Linked DNA regions of Zea mays: regions 1, 2 and 3 are each linked to region 4. Evidence: chromatin contacts called from public Hi-C data. All regions are on one chromosome and are shown on one strand. Each heading gives the region's core, a stretch centred on a gene start, on an enhancer-like site or on the middle of the called end of the contact. The rest is flanking DNA. Distances are from core to core; before and after follow the strand shown.

Region 1 (2,801 bases), core at 137-2,636, 790 kb after region 4:
AGCCCTACAGATTAAAAGGTCCACCAAGAAGCAAGAAACAACCAATAGTGCAGGTTAGCCCCCAAACATGCTAGATATGTATTCTAGCACTAAATTCAGTGACATATGAACAGAACAAAAGTTACAGATAAAGCACCTGAAACAGAGTAGCAACAGCCAGTTTGGTCACTGAACCGGTAGAGGTCTGAGTGCAGCTCGCATGCTTCAGGTCTTCTTTTAGCTGCAATTTTGCACAGTAAGCAGCAAGCATACAAATAATGCAGAGACAAGTCAAGATTGCAACTGCAGATAGGGGCATGATATGACATAATACCTTTGGAAGTATTATTTTGCTGCTTCCCATTGAACCACTGCTTTAGTTTGCACCCAATCTTGACTGAAAGCGCGCTAAGCAAAAAACCCCCAGCAACAAGAACCCAGTTTGGCCCTTCTCCTTGGACCTGATTACCTCTCCCAGACTTCTGTAAGCTCCTACTCGTCTTAGTCTTCATCATAGAAACAACCAATTTCTCCAGCCAAGTCTACAAAGACGGTACCTTAACCTGCATAAATGCACCACAACAACCATATTGGTGGAGGAAAAAAATAGCTTCTACTATAATAACCATAAGGACCTAATAAGATTCTGAAGTGAAGGAAACTAAATCATATGGCGTTAACGAATGCGCAGGAAGAATGTAGATTCATCTCGCTGTGGAAGAAGAACCATGAAAGCTAAAAACATGGCAATCTATCAATTTCTCCAACCGTACGTCCAAGAAATGGGAAAGGTCACAGCAACGTTTCATAAACCTTCAAGACAGCCTCCCCAAGGGTCTGCGGATTTAGGTGCCCCATTGAGGTTAATAGTGATTTCGGGTCCCATTCAGGCTCATTACCCAATGTCAACACCCATGACAGCAAGTAAAGTATAGACTCTGATAAAGGAATCAACCTAGGCCTTTTCCTTTTTCAAGGGAATCGATCGACTAAAGATGCATTCATAATCACCGACACTCGTCTCTAAATTTTCGGACCTGTTGAGTCCCTCAACCCTCCTCTCGGAGTGTCATGCCAAGCGGCACAGGGTGGTACCGGATTCAGTTGCACCCGGACGCAGACGACTGGAGGCGGTATTCGGCGAGCCCCGAATTCAGCGGAGCCAGCTGCAACTGGGGCTCCGGCTCCGGCTCCGTTGCCTGTAGGAGAGCGCAGCGTGATCGCGGACGGCTCGGTGCTCTCACGGCGCGGGTGGCGGCGAGGAAAGAAGGAAGGAGGCGGCGGTGGAGTCGAAGCAGATGTGATTTTGTGGAACTTGATGGTTTCCCATTTTGCCCCTTTCTTCTTTACTTTACCTTTTCTTTTATTTTTATGTTATTTTTTTTCTAAGTTCCTTTTTTTCTCCCCTTTGCCGAGTGGGACGCTAGTTCACCAAATCATGGATCAATTCGGCTAACCGGTTAATCGATTATCAAGGCCGGCTGGTAACGTTGTATCGCTGATTTACGAGTTTAAATTTTGGAGATTTCTAAACTTTTGATGCCAATTTTCTTATAAATAATATAGATTATTTAATGACTTTCCATTAAAATTAATTTAAAAACACATAACTGAATTCAAACTAAAAATCAAAGAAGTTAGAAAAAAGGGAAAAAAAGAAAAAAACACTATTTAGCCTGATCTATTCTATGGTCCAATAAGCAAATATATTACCCTATTATGATGAGGCTAGCCGCTCGTGAGCGAGAACACGGGTGTGCCAGAGGCGATTGCGTGTTGCGAGAAGAAAAGCACGTCCAGTAGCTCGCGAAAAACAAGGGGAGATTAGAGAGGGTATGCAGATGTAGGGAAGAGAGAGGCAACGTCCTTTTTCATGGCCGCGTTCGTGATCCGTTCGTGATCCGCTAGATGGATCTACAGTGCTTCGCAACCCTCTAAAACGCGTATCTGCGACGCTTTACGCGAGCAGGGCGAGCTGTTGGACTCAGCCTTATCTAGTCAACGCATCCACTCACTTCCTTTCGTCCTCCTGCTCTCTGTGTGTGCCACGCAAGCGCCCTATCCACCATTAGAGTCGCTCGTTCTACAACGACGTGCTAGCTAGCCGATGGCTACGACCACGAAACCACTCAGATCGTCCGCTGCTCTGCCGCACGGGTAAGCCCCCCCCCGTCTACTGGTAAATCGCTCTGTTCTCCCAATCATCTGGTATCCCTAGCTAGCCATTAGTTGTCACAGTTGGTTCCCGCTAAGCCCATCCGCCGGTTTAAGTCGGCTAATCGTGTGTTTGCGTCGATTAGCCACTCCTTGAAGCCAATTAATTACTCCCCCAGTAGCTGATAAGCTGGCCGGTGTAGTAGTTAAGGTTTGGGGATTTCCCCTTTTTCACTTCAAATCTTATAAATTATCACGGTTACTTACTGCTATTTGCAATAATGACCAACAGTGCTTGCAATAATAGCTCATATTACTGATATTTTCAGGGATGCTGGATCGGATCGATCCAGTTTAGGAGCATTGGAATAACATATCTTGTATTCAAGTGCAAGTATTGTAAGGAACAATGGAAGGAGGGCGGTGCTACTCGTTTTAGACAATACCTTACATCACGTGGACGAAATGTGCAAGGTTGTCGCAACGTTCCGTCGGACGTTTGCAATTACTTTCGACGGGAGCTTGACAAGGGACAATATAGAAGGGAAAGCAAGAATACTGGAGGAGGTATGAAAGTTAGCATTGGCGGGTTCACCTCAATGATGACGATGTTGAGTTGCAGGTCGCATTACATGCTTTAAGAGATGAGGAGGAACTTAGGAGGCATG
Region 2 (3,056 bases), core at 478-2,977, 570 kb after region 4:
CGCGTGATTCTCCAACTTGGAGAAGCCTAGCGATATTAGCAGGAGTAGGTTTCCTAAGATAATACCCCCCCAAAAGCAGTTTGGATGGTAGTGCAAATGTGTTTCAAAGCCTCATGTGCTGTAGATTCTCCAATTCGTACGTACTCGTCAACGGCATCCGCAGGAACACCGTATGCAAGGATACGTATGGCAGCAACAACTTTCTGAAGGGCAGATAGGCCTAGCTCACCGGCACAGTTTGGATGTTGAACGAAGTACAGATCCACTTGTTGCACAACAAGAACGAGACGCTCGAACACATGGCGACGCATGCGAAACCTATATTGCAAACTTTTTTTAGTACAATTGTCAAGTACGTACTATGGGCGTTAATACATGTGCGTATGAATAAACATACCTCCTCCGAAATTGTGCATCCGTGTAAACCGGTTGGGCGCAAAAGTAGTCGGCTCGGATTCTTGCATCACCACTGATATGGTCACGATGGATTCGAACACGACCGGGAATGGAACCAGCGTACCGACACTCGTTAAGTGCATGACGCCTACGATGTTGGTACGTCGCAACCTCGAGCTCATGGTCTTCATCTTCCATGTCTTGTGCCATCCTAAGAAAAATATTGGAATCTACGAACCGCTTCATTGTTGTGGATGAGTGTATGCGAAGTGTGAGTGAAGTGTTGAAGTAGTGATTATTTATAGAAGGGATAGGCTTGGGAGAGAAGCCATGCTCTTGTCGTGCAGCCGAAGCTAGACAATGGCTTGTTGAAGAAGTGTCGTGGCTTACGGTGGAAGCATGTGAATTCGTAAACATTTTTTCATACGATTCAAATATTGTGTCACGTTTTTCCACAATAATTACACACAACATAAAATGCAATGTTATTTATTTTGTACATTTCGAAATTATTAATGAACCATAGTTTTTAGATTATTATTTGTAATATTATTGATTACAAATTTTTTAGCATCCTTTGAGTACCATTAAATGGGTACAAAACAAAGAAAACAGAAAAAGAAAAGGAAAAACGAATTCTGTTAACACTGTAGCTTTAGGGGAACGAATTTAGGGGACGTTGCTGGAGACACAGAAGATATAGAGGACAGAATCTTTTAGAGTGTCCTGTAAAGTACAGAGAATATTCCTTTAGGGGACGAAATTTAGGGGACGCTGCTGGAGACAGTCTAAAAAGAAATAAACTATATTAATTCCACCTTTTGTCCCTCCTTTATTTCAGTTGCACTGATGGTGGAGGAATACTAGGAGGTATTTTGGTCCTCTTATGATTCATTTAATGTTTTTTAATATTTTTAGTCCATAGAACCAAACATAGACTAAACTTTAGTCTCCTACTTAAACTTTAGTCCTGGACTAAAGAAACCTAACGGGCCCTTAGTCTTAATTTTAGTCCTTCCATTTAACAAAAGAAGATACTGATGACTGTTTGGTAACTCTATTTTCTCAAGAGATATTAATTTCCCAAGAGAAATTAGTTTATTTTTTTAGGAAAATAGGAATTCCTTAAAAAATAAAGTTGTTAAACTAGCTTTAAATGATATAAAAACAGGGATTAATGTTTAGTCCATCTAACGGTCTAACTAAACGAGGCCTTAGCGAAAATCCCCAAGTTTTTAGAATTATCCGTACAGGTTTTCCGGCAGCGGCAGGGTCGCAGGGAGGCTCAGGCCCAAAGTAATCGCCAAATGGCAAAATAGCAAATTTCTCAAACTAATCGTACAGTAGATGGGCGCGAGTAAAACAGAACACAGGGAGAAGAACCGGTGGCAAACGAACAGGGAAAAGGGTAAATTCGCTTTCAGAGGCAAGCGCTGCGTTGCCACACAGCGGGAATCCTGCCCAGAGCTGCCGAATCGGGTCCAATCCCGTCGACCTTTCTGGCCGCCGCCGCCACTGGACTCCATCCAGAAATTACCTTCGATTCGGCCGGGGCCGTGGGAGCGGGGATGGGGCTCGGGGAGGCGGCGGGGCGGCTCCTGGCGGCCGTGGACTGGGAGCGAGAGGCCTACCCGGCGTACGACGACTTCCTCGCGCTCCCCGTCTTCGTCCTTTTCTTCCCCACCGTCCGCTACCTCCTCGACCGCTTCGTCTTCGAGGTGCGCCTGCACTCGCCGTCTTTCTTTCTTTCTTCCGTTGTTTCAAGGTCTTCGGCTCTGCGCTGGACGCGAGCGCGTAGCCTGCTGCCGAGAAACTCGCCTCAACTTTTTGCTGGGTCCCCGGGCTCTAATCGCAGCTTGTACAATTGCCTCGGCTAACCTGCTTGTCTTGTGTGCAAGGAGGCGCTATTTTTAGTGATCTCATCATCTAACCGTTGCGTGCATTGGGTTAATTTGGTTCATTGTTTTTTTTTCCTTTTTAAGCAATCAAGCTTAAATGATTTGCTTCTACTCAAGATCTAAAATTACATCTTTTCTTTTCCTTTTCCTCTCATAGCAAAATTTCCCTCTCCTCGACCTATGTTCACTGAAATATGCTTACCGTATGGGCACCATGTTTCTCAACGAGAAATGGTGGTCCCGGAATCCAGGATTAGTCCAATGCTGATGCTATGCAGCTTGCGCATAGAAGGTAACGGGAGTCCATGGGATGCTTGTTCTTTTAACGTTGGTTCTTGATATGGAGGGAGTAGCCTGGTTGGTTGGTTTGCTGCATCGAGCAGGTCCCTTGAAGAACTTGTTGGTTCGTACATCACTATGTTGGCAGCTGTTCGTACTGACTTGTTAAAAGAGAGTCGCATTATTTACATCCAATTGGCATACTATTTCTAGGATTAGTTGCTCTTTTAGTATGGTAAACTTAAGTACAGTTGGTTGCTCTTTTAGTTGGCTGACCTGTTTAGAAGGTCTTCTGTTGGACAACAGTTTCTGGAGTAAGAGATTCCTGTTTTTTTAATCAGTTGGTTGAGGATTTTTAGCTACGAAAATAAAGTATAAATCCATTTAAATGCTACAATACCTGTTGATTACGATATCACGCATGTTCCAGGTGTGGAGCGTGAGAACAGTTCACTTCACCTTCATGATTTTCTGGGACCATAA
Region 3 (2,941 bases), core at 277-2,776, 890 kb after region 4:
CCTCGCAGCAGCCACCGCTCGCCGATGGGCCTGTCACCGCGGGCAGGATGCCGCAGCCCAGTACCTGCGTGAACAGGATCGTGCAAGGGAGAAACGGCTCTGGCCGTCGATCCAGTGATGAACGCTCATGATTGAATTTCAAATACCCCATCGTGATCGAAAATTGTAGCCGTTGATCTTGGATCTGTTGGCCGAGATCAGATTGCGGGATCCTTTAATCTCGAGCGTTGATTTTAGATGCGGCCACTGTGATAGAATATCAGTTATTTATGATCATGCTTTTATTACAAATGTGCTATTTACTGTTCATGACAAGATCATTATGTTAATTAGAACATGGAGCGACCACCCGGGAAAATAGTGCTACCACAAGGGTGGTATAGCACGCCCTTGGCTGACTAATTAGAAAGCTAGTGGAGGACTACCCTACCCGAAAGGGGCAAAGGCAGTAGGGGAGTGGTCGGTATAGTGAGGTTCTCGAGCTGATTTTGCTGCGATGGCTTTTCAGACGGAGGATTCCTATGCTGCGCTCCCTAGAAACTGTAGCGGGTTTTTTGAAGCTAGTGGACTTTATAAAGGCCTCGTAGTGGTACCCTGCCTCACTTCCTTGGTAGAGGTGTATGAGGTTTGATCAACCCCATGGCAAATGGATAACACGACTTGTGAGTAAAGATGTGCAACCTCTGCAGAGTGTAAAACAGGTATATCAGTCGTGCTCACGGTCATGAGCAGCTCGGACACTCCCATGATTAACTTATGTAATTAAACTCAATTTGTAATTTGCATTGCATTGTGGGTGTTGATTAATCTTGATCTCTTATTTAATTAGGTTGATAACTACTTATATTTAGTAACTGCTAATAAAATTTTGACCAACTTTAAAAGCAATGCTCAGCTTTAATCATCCTCTTTGGTAAGCGTTACACTTCACATGAGCTCACACCTTTGGTGAGTTCATGCACATTATTCCCTACAACTTGTTGAGCGATGAACATATGTGAACTCACCCTTGTTGTACTCACATCCCCAAGGTCAAGAACAGATACCCAAGATGAGACGCAAGGAGAATGCTGCAATGAGCTCGTGAGATGTCTAGGCTATCGTCTCCCAGTCAACTGTGGTTGCTGGATCGTTGTCTTCATATGATGTAATTAGTTAACTATTTTATACAACACTCTGTTATATATAAATGATATGACATTCGTTTCTATATAATGAGTCAATATATGTGTGAGACTTGATCGCAACATACTTGATGATTTATTTTCGCGTTACTACCCACGGAACCCGGGTGTGACACATCATGGCGTGCAATCAGGCCTCAATTTGCACGTCCTCAATAACCACCACGGCCAGTCGGCCTGGGCCCTGGCCTCACACGGCCGGCGGGGACCACACAGGTCCATGATGATGCATTCACTTCATCTGATACATTTGCCTCCGCAGCAGTGGGAGTCCAGACGAGGACCAGTAGAAGGCGACAGGCCATATACGAGGGCACGCCTCGGCAGTAGGCGACCCTTGTTTGTTCTGCTTGGGGCCGTCGGGCCGACGCCGACCGCGACCGAGCCCTGATGCCTGTAGCTGTTTGGCACGTTCCGGACGGTGACCCCACCAACGTGTCACGTCACGTGTGGAGGAGGGGCCGCAGCCCGCAGACACTACTGCCAATCTGCTACGGGTACAGGGTACTCCTGTAGTCCTGTTTTGGACCATTGCTGTTGCTGAATGCAGTTGTTGGGACCATCGGCAGTCGGCCCCTCGACTGGTAGGCGAGCAGTCGGTCTCCTGGACAGCAAGTTAAAACAGCACAACAAGGCTCAGTTGGCCCAACAACGATTCCAAGTTTCTGAACGAAAGATATGCACTGCAACACATCCTCTAAAATTGCTCTTCAACGCCAGTATTTGCTGAAATTTGATACCTGCAACAGTTGAGTGAAGCTATTTGTAATCTCATACTGTTGGAAGTCCCGCATGTTGTGCTCGAAAGTGCTGTCTTCTGCTACCTGTGCTTGCGAGCCATGGCTCTCTTGCAACTTTATCCAAAGAAAGCATCAAACTGATTAACCTCTGCTGAAGTTGTGACAAAACTATAGCATAGGAAATGACAATATACCTTTGTTTTTTTTGTGCTCTGCTCCTTCCTTTTTTCCTTGTCTAGCCATGTTCTTGGCCTGAGTGAACTTCTTGTTTGAACTTTTTTTTTCTTCTTTAGGCGTTCATTCCTCAGTTGGTCATCATCTGGTACCTGAACATCCACAGGAGCTGCACAAGGACCTACATCCAGAAGCATCGAATTGCTCCAAAACATCCTTAATGAGGATGTCAAGTTTGTTATCTATCAACAAACACCATTCCAATGAACTTGCTACTTGCCCTATGAAACTGAGAATTTTTTGAGTGAGATAATTTTTACGATGCATAGCATCCAACTTCGGATTTTCAATTACGCTTCTTCCATGGTTATCCTATACATCTCCATAGTATGCTTCTCATGTCCATCGCTTCAATATATATTGTGGTGGTAGTGTCTTGATGTTCATCAAATCAAGAACTTTCAAAGCATGACCGTATTATTTTCATGTTTGGTGTAATGTTATTTTTATGTACTCGTTGTCTATCTATATGTATTGCTACGTATAGAAACGAGGTGACGGGAATTTGAAGACCAACATTGGAGAAGTAACTGGAGTTGCACCAAAAAGGCAAGTTGCGCCCTTAATCACTTTCTTTACCTAATAATGTTCTCAATAATCATCGTGACATGCTCAGCTTAACTTGATGGGACCTAATAGGTTACCCTAGTTTTGTTCACCCTACACCTTGCAAACAAATGAACTATTGGGTAATCTTGGTATTGCTCTACCTAGTTTTGGGATTAATATTATATCTGAATGATGATCATATTCCATTATTATTGTTGGTTTAATTATTGTCCA
Region 4 (2,845 bases), core at 172-2,671:
TGCAAAAGAAGACGTGAACGCGCTTGGAATCAAATCGAGAACATGAATTGATTTGAGCATGACAGATTAGACCCGACGAACGTGAATTCGAGTGGGGAACGGGAGGGATTCATCAGGGGACCACCCAAGCACCCCTCCTCTTCCATGGACTTCGAATGCGATCGCAGACCTACTCCACGAACGGGACCATCGCCTCCTCCACCACCGCCACTGAGGCACCGCCCGATGAACAGATCCACGATGCTATCCGATTCGAACGGGCGTGGAGGAAGGCGAGCGTCTCCTACTCTTGCGGGATCTGCAACGCCAACGACTCTGCTAGGGCCACGACGTGCATGCGCCCGTCGGGGCGGAGGCAGCGGGCTTCTCCTTGAGCTGAGCGAGGATATGTGCCAGCGTACCCTTCAGGAAGATGAGCTTGGGGACGGGGTGGCGGAGGCCGACGCGCGTCACCGGAGTCGAAGAAGAAGGACAGCTTGTGCTAGCCACCGAGGTGTCTCGCGTGGAGGCATGGGGTGGCGAGTCGCGTGGCGGGGGAGTAACACGATGGAGAACTGGGGGGTGTGGGGGCATCACAGGGCGATACGACACTGCGACGACTTTATGACATCCTAAGCGGGATTCTCGGTTGGGGGATCATGGAGGTGGTCGGGAGAGGGGGTAGGGGATTGCGGCGAGGACCATGGTTCAGGCTAAGGGGTAGAGGGTAGAGGGCGTGGAAGGGGAGAGCAAAGCGCTGCGCGCACAAAGAAGAAGGGAGACACTGACATGTGAGTCCTATACGTCGTGGGAAGACAGAGGGTGCATGGATGGTCTATATTATAGTATTATAGAGTAGTAGAGATATTATGATATTACTACAAAGTACAAACTATACTATTACCTAGAAATTATAAAAAATACTTTACTTCCAAATAGACCTAGACCCTCATTGGCCGCATTGTGGGACGTGACGAGTACATTTTTTTCTTGAACTTTGTCTTCTCTTGTGTACAGAGAGTGAACAATAAAAGTTTATTTTATTATTTCTATGTCTGGTTTACTATATAAACTTACGAACAGATAGTTTTGAGTAGGGTCGAACCACGTTAGGCTTAGTGGGGCACATGCCCCCACTCAATTCTCTAGTTTCAGTAGACATTTTATCTTATTTAACGTACCTACAAAAATTTAGTAGTTATTATGTTTCTATTTAGGTCTTCACTTAGGTATTAGACCCCTATTCAAATTTTGGGCTGGGTCGGCCCTGGTCTTGAGTCAAGACAACAATTCTTCGTAACCAAAAGGTTCTCCCCGCCATGGCTGAAACAACAATTTCCCGGAACCAAAGGGTTCTCTCCGCCATGGCTGGAACATTAGGGAAGTTGGGCTTCCCACCGCTTCCGCCTAAAAATCGGAAACAGGCCCCTTCCTTCCACTCCAACGGAAGCAAGCAGCCAGCTAAAAGGCTCAAGCGCAGCAGCGGCTGCCGCGACGCGCCCACCTCCCTCTCCAACTTTCCGTTTGCCACACCTCTATTGCAACCGCCACAACCCCTAGCTCCAGCAACAACCAACTCCCTCCTCCCCTAATCTCTTCCCACTCCAAAATGACGGACTGCCAGGTGAAATTCCTCCCCCTGTACCCGCCGCCGCCGCACGCTGTTCGTGCTGATCGGGGGTTTTTCGTGCAGGTGGTGGCCATGAAAAAGGCGTACGCCAGGATCATGCTCAACATGGCGCAGGAGTCGGCGGCGCGGGTGCTGACGGCGGAGCGTCGAGCCGTGGCCCTCGCGGCCAGTCTCGAGGCCGCCAAGGAGGACGGCGTCGCCGCGCTCCTGCGGCTCAAGGCCATCATGGAAGTCAGGGTATGGCTCTTCCTCTCTCTCTCCGCTCGAACCGCTCGCTTTGGCTGGGTGCTTCGTGAATGTTTAGTTTTTTTTGGATTTTGCTGGTGTGCGTACGATACGAGCAGTTTGGATTGGAGCCTGGAGGATGCGAGGTTCTGTGTTTTAGGTGAGGTTTTGGGATTGACTGTATCGGCTGGACTTCGGATTGTGTTTTCTTGTCGCCGGATGATGGTGGTGAAGGCCCGTTTCAAATTTTGAATTTGTGTGACTGGGATTTGGACCTCGTAGCGTAGAGATTTAGTCTTCTCGGTTTGGTGGGGCCGGTTTCTGTTTTAGGGATGATGATGGTGAAGGCCCCGTTCAAATTTCGCATTCGGATGTCTGGGATGTGGAGCTTGTATGATAGGGATTTCGTCCTCTTGATTTTGTGGTCTTATTTGGAGCTCGTAGGATGGGAATTTTGTCTTCTGGATGCTGCGCTTCTTGTCTCTGCTATCGTGATGTTGGTGGTGCAGTTAAAATTTCTCGTTGGAATGGTTGGGGTTTGGAGCTCATAGTATACGGATTGGATTTCGTCCTCAGGATTTTGCACTTATGCATTGCTGTTTGTGCAGTGGTATTGTGCATTGTAGTTTGCGCAGTGGTATTGTTACAACTCAATTTTTTCCAGAGTGAACTGATACATTCTTTTGTGCGTGGGTGGGAGGAAGGTTATTAGGCTTGGAATGACTGATCATGTTTGAAAAACAAAATATCGTGCTTTGTTATTGTTAGTTACACTTCATGTAGTAGCACTACAGATTTGCCACGACTATGGCTGTGCAGTAGACCAGTATCCAAGGTCTAACAGATTAACATGTGTAAAATGGGCAGCTGTATGTGCTTTGTCTTAGTGTTAGCATGTGTGCTTGAGTGCTTCTAAGTTTGCAGGGGCATACTGCACAATCTGTTGATGTTGTTGGAGTCCGCAAGCATCTGAAGGGGTATTGAGATTGTTTTGATTCTGATAACACAAAG

The links. Hi-C and Micro-C count contacts between places; a contact is called where the count stands out from the background.
Region 1: a contact with region 4 is called in a Hi-C map of bundle sheath, with 3 times the contacts expected there. The contact joins the promoter of LOC103653690 here to the promoter of LOC103653685 in region 4. A contact is called at or near these places in 4 of 25 Hi-C or Micro-C datasets (bundle sheath, ear, leaf and 1 more).
Region 2: a contact with region 4 is called in a Hi-C map of leaf, with 10 times the contacts expected there. The contact joins the promoter of LOC103653686 here to the promoter of LOC103653685 in region 4. A contact is called at or near these places in 9 of 25 Hi-C or Micro-C datasets (bundle sheath, ear, leaf and 4 more).
Region 3: a contact with region 4 is called in a Hi-C map of tassel, with 4 times the contacts expected there. The contact joins the enhancer-like site here to the promoter of LOC103653685 in region 4. A contact is called at or near these places in 2 of 25 Hi-C or Micro-C datasets (ear and tassel).

The regions. Positions count from the first base shown.
Region 1 is chr4:132,350,076-132,352,876 of Zm-B73-REFERENCE-NAM-5.0, forward strand. It overlaps LOC103653690, which reads right to left and starts at 1,387. Exons shown (of 4, transcript XM_020552603.3): 1 at 1,075-1,387; 2 at 314-542; 3 at 137-220. The coding sequence starts at 494.
Region 2 is chr4:132,137,871-132,140,926 of Zm-B73-REFERENCE-NAM-5.0, forward strand. It overlaps LOC103653686 (ASC1-like protein 1), which reads left to right and starts at 1,728. Exons shown (of 7, transcript XR_565642.3): 1 at 1,728-2,114.
Region 3 is chr4:132,456,180-132,459,120 of Zm-B73-REFERENCE-NAM-5.0, forward strand. It overlaps LOC103653689 (pentatricopeptide repeat-containing protein At5g65560), which reads right to left. Exons shown (of 6, transcript XM_008680517.2): 4 at 2,119-2,941; 5 at 1,925-2,038; 6 at 1,168-1,788. Among protein-coding and RNA genes, the nearest start is that of LOC103653689, 28 kb to the right of the region's middle. Within about 2 kb of position 1,527, at least 17 of the 20 cell types and tissues checked have an H3K27ac peak or open chromatin away from gene starts, as enhancers often do. A contact at or near this core is called in ear and tassel, where this site is marked.
Region 4 is chr4:131,563,602-131,566,446 of Zm-B73-REFERENCE-NAM-5.0, forward strand. LOC103653685 reads left to right here and starts at 1,422. Exons shown (of 5, transcript XM_008680510.4): 1 at 1,422-1,603; 2 at 1,673-1,846. The coding sequence starts at 1,589.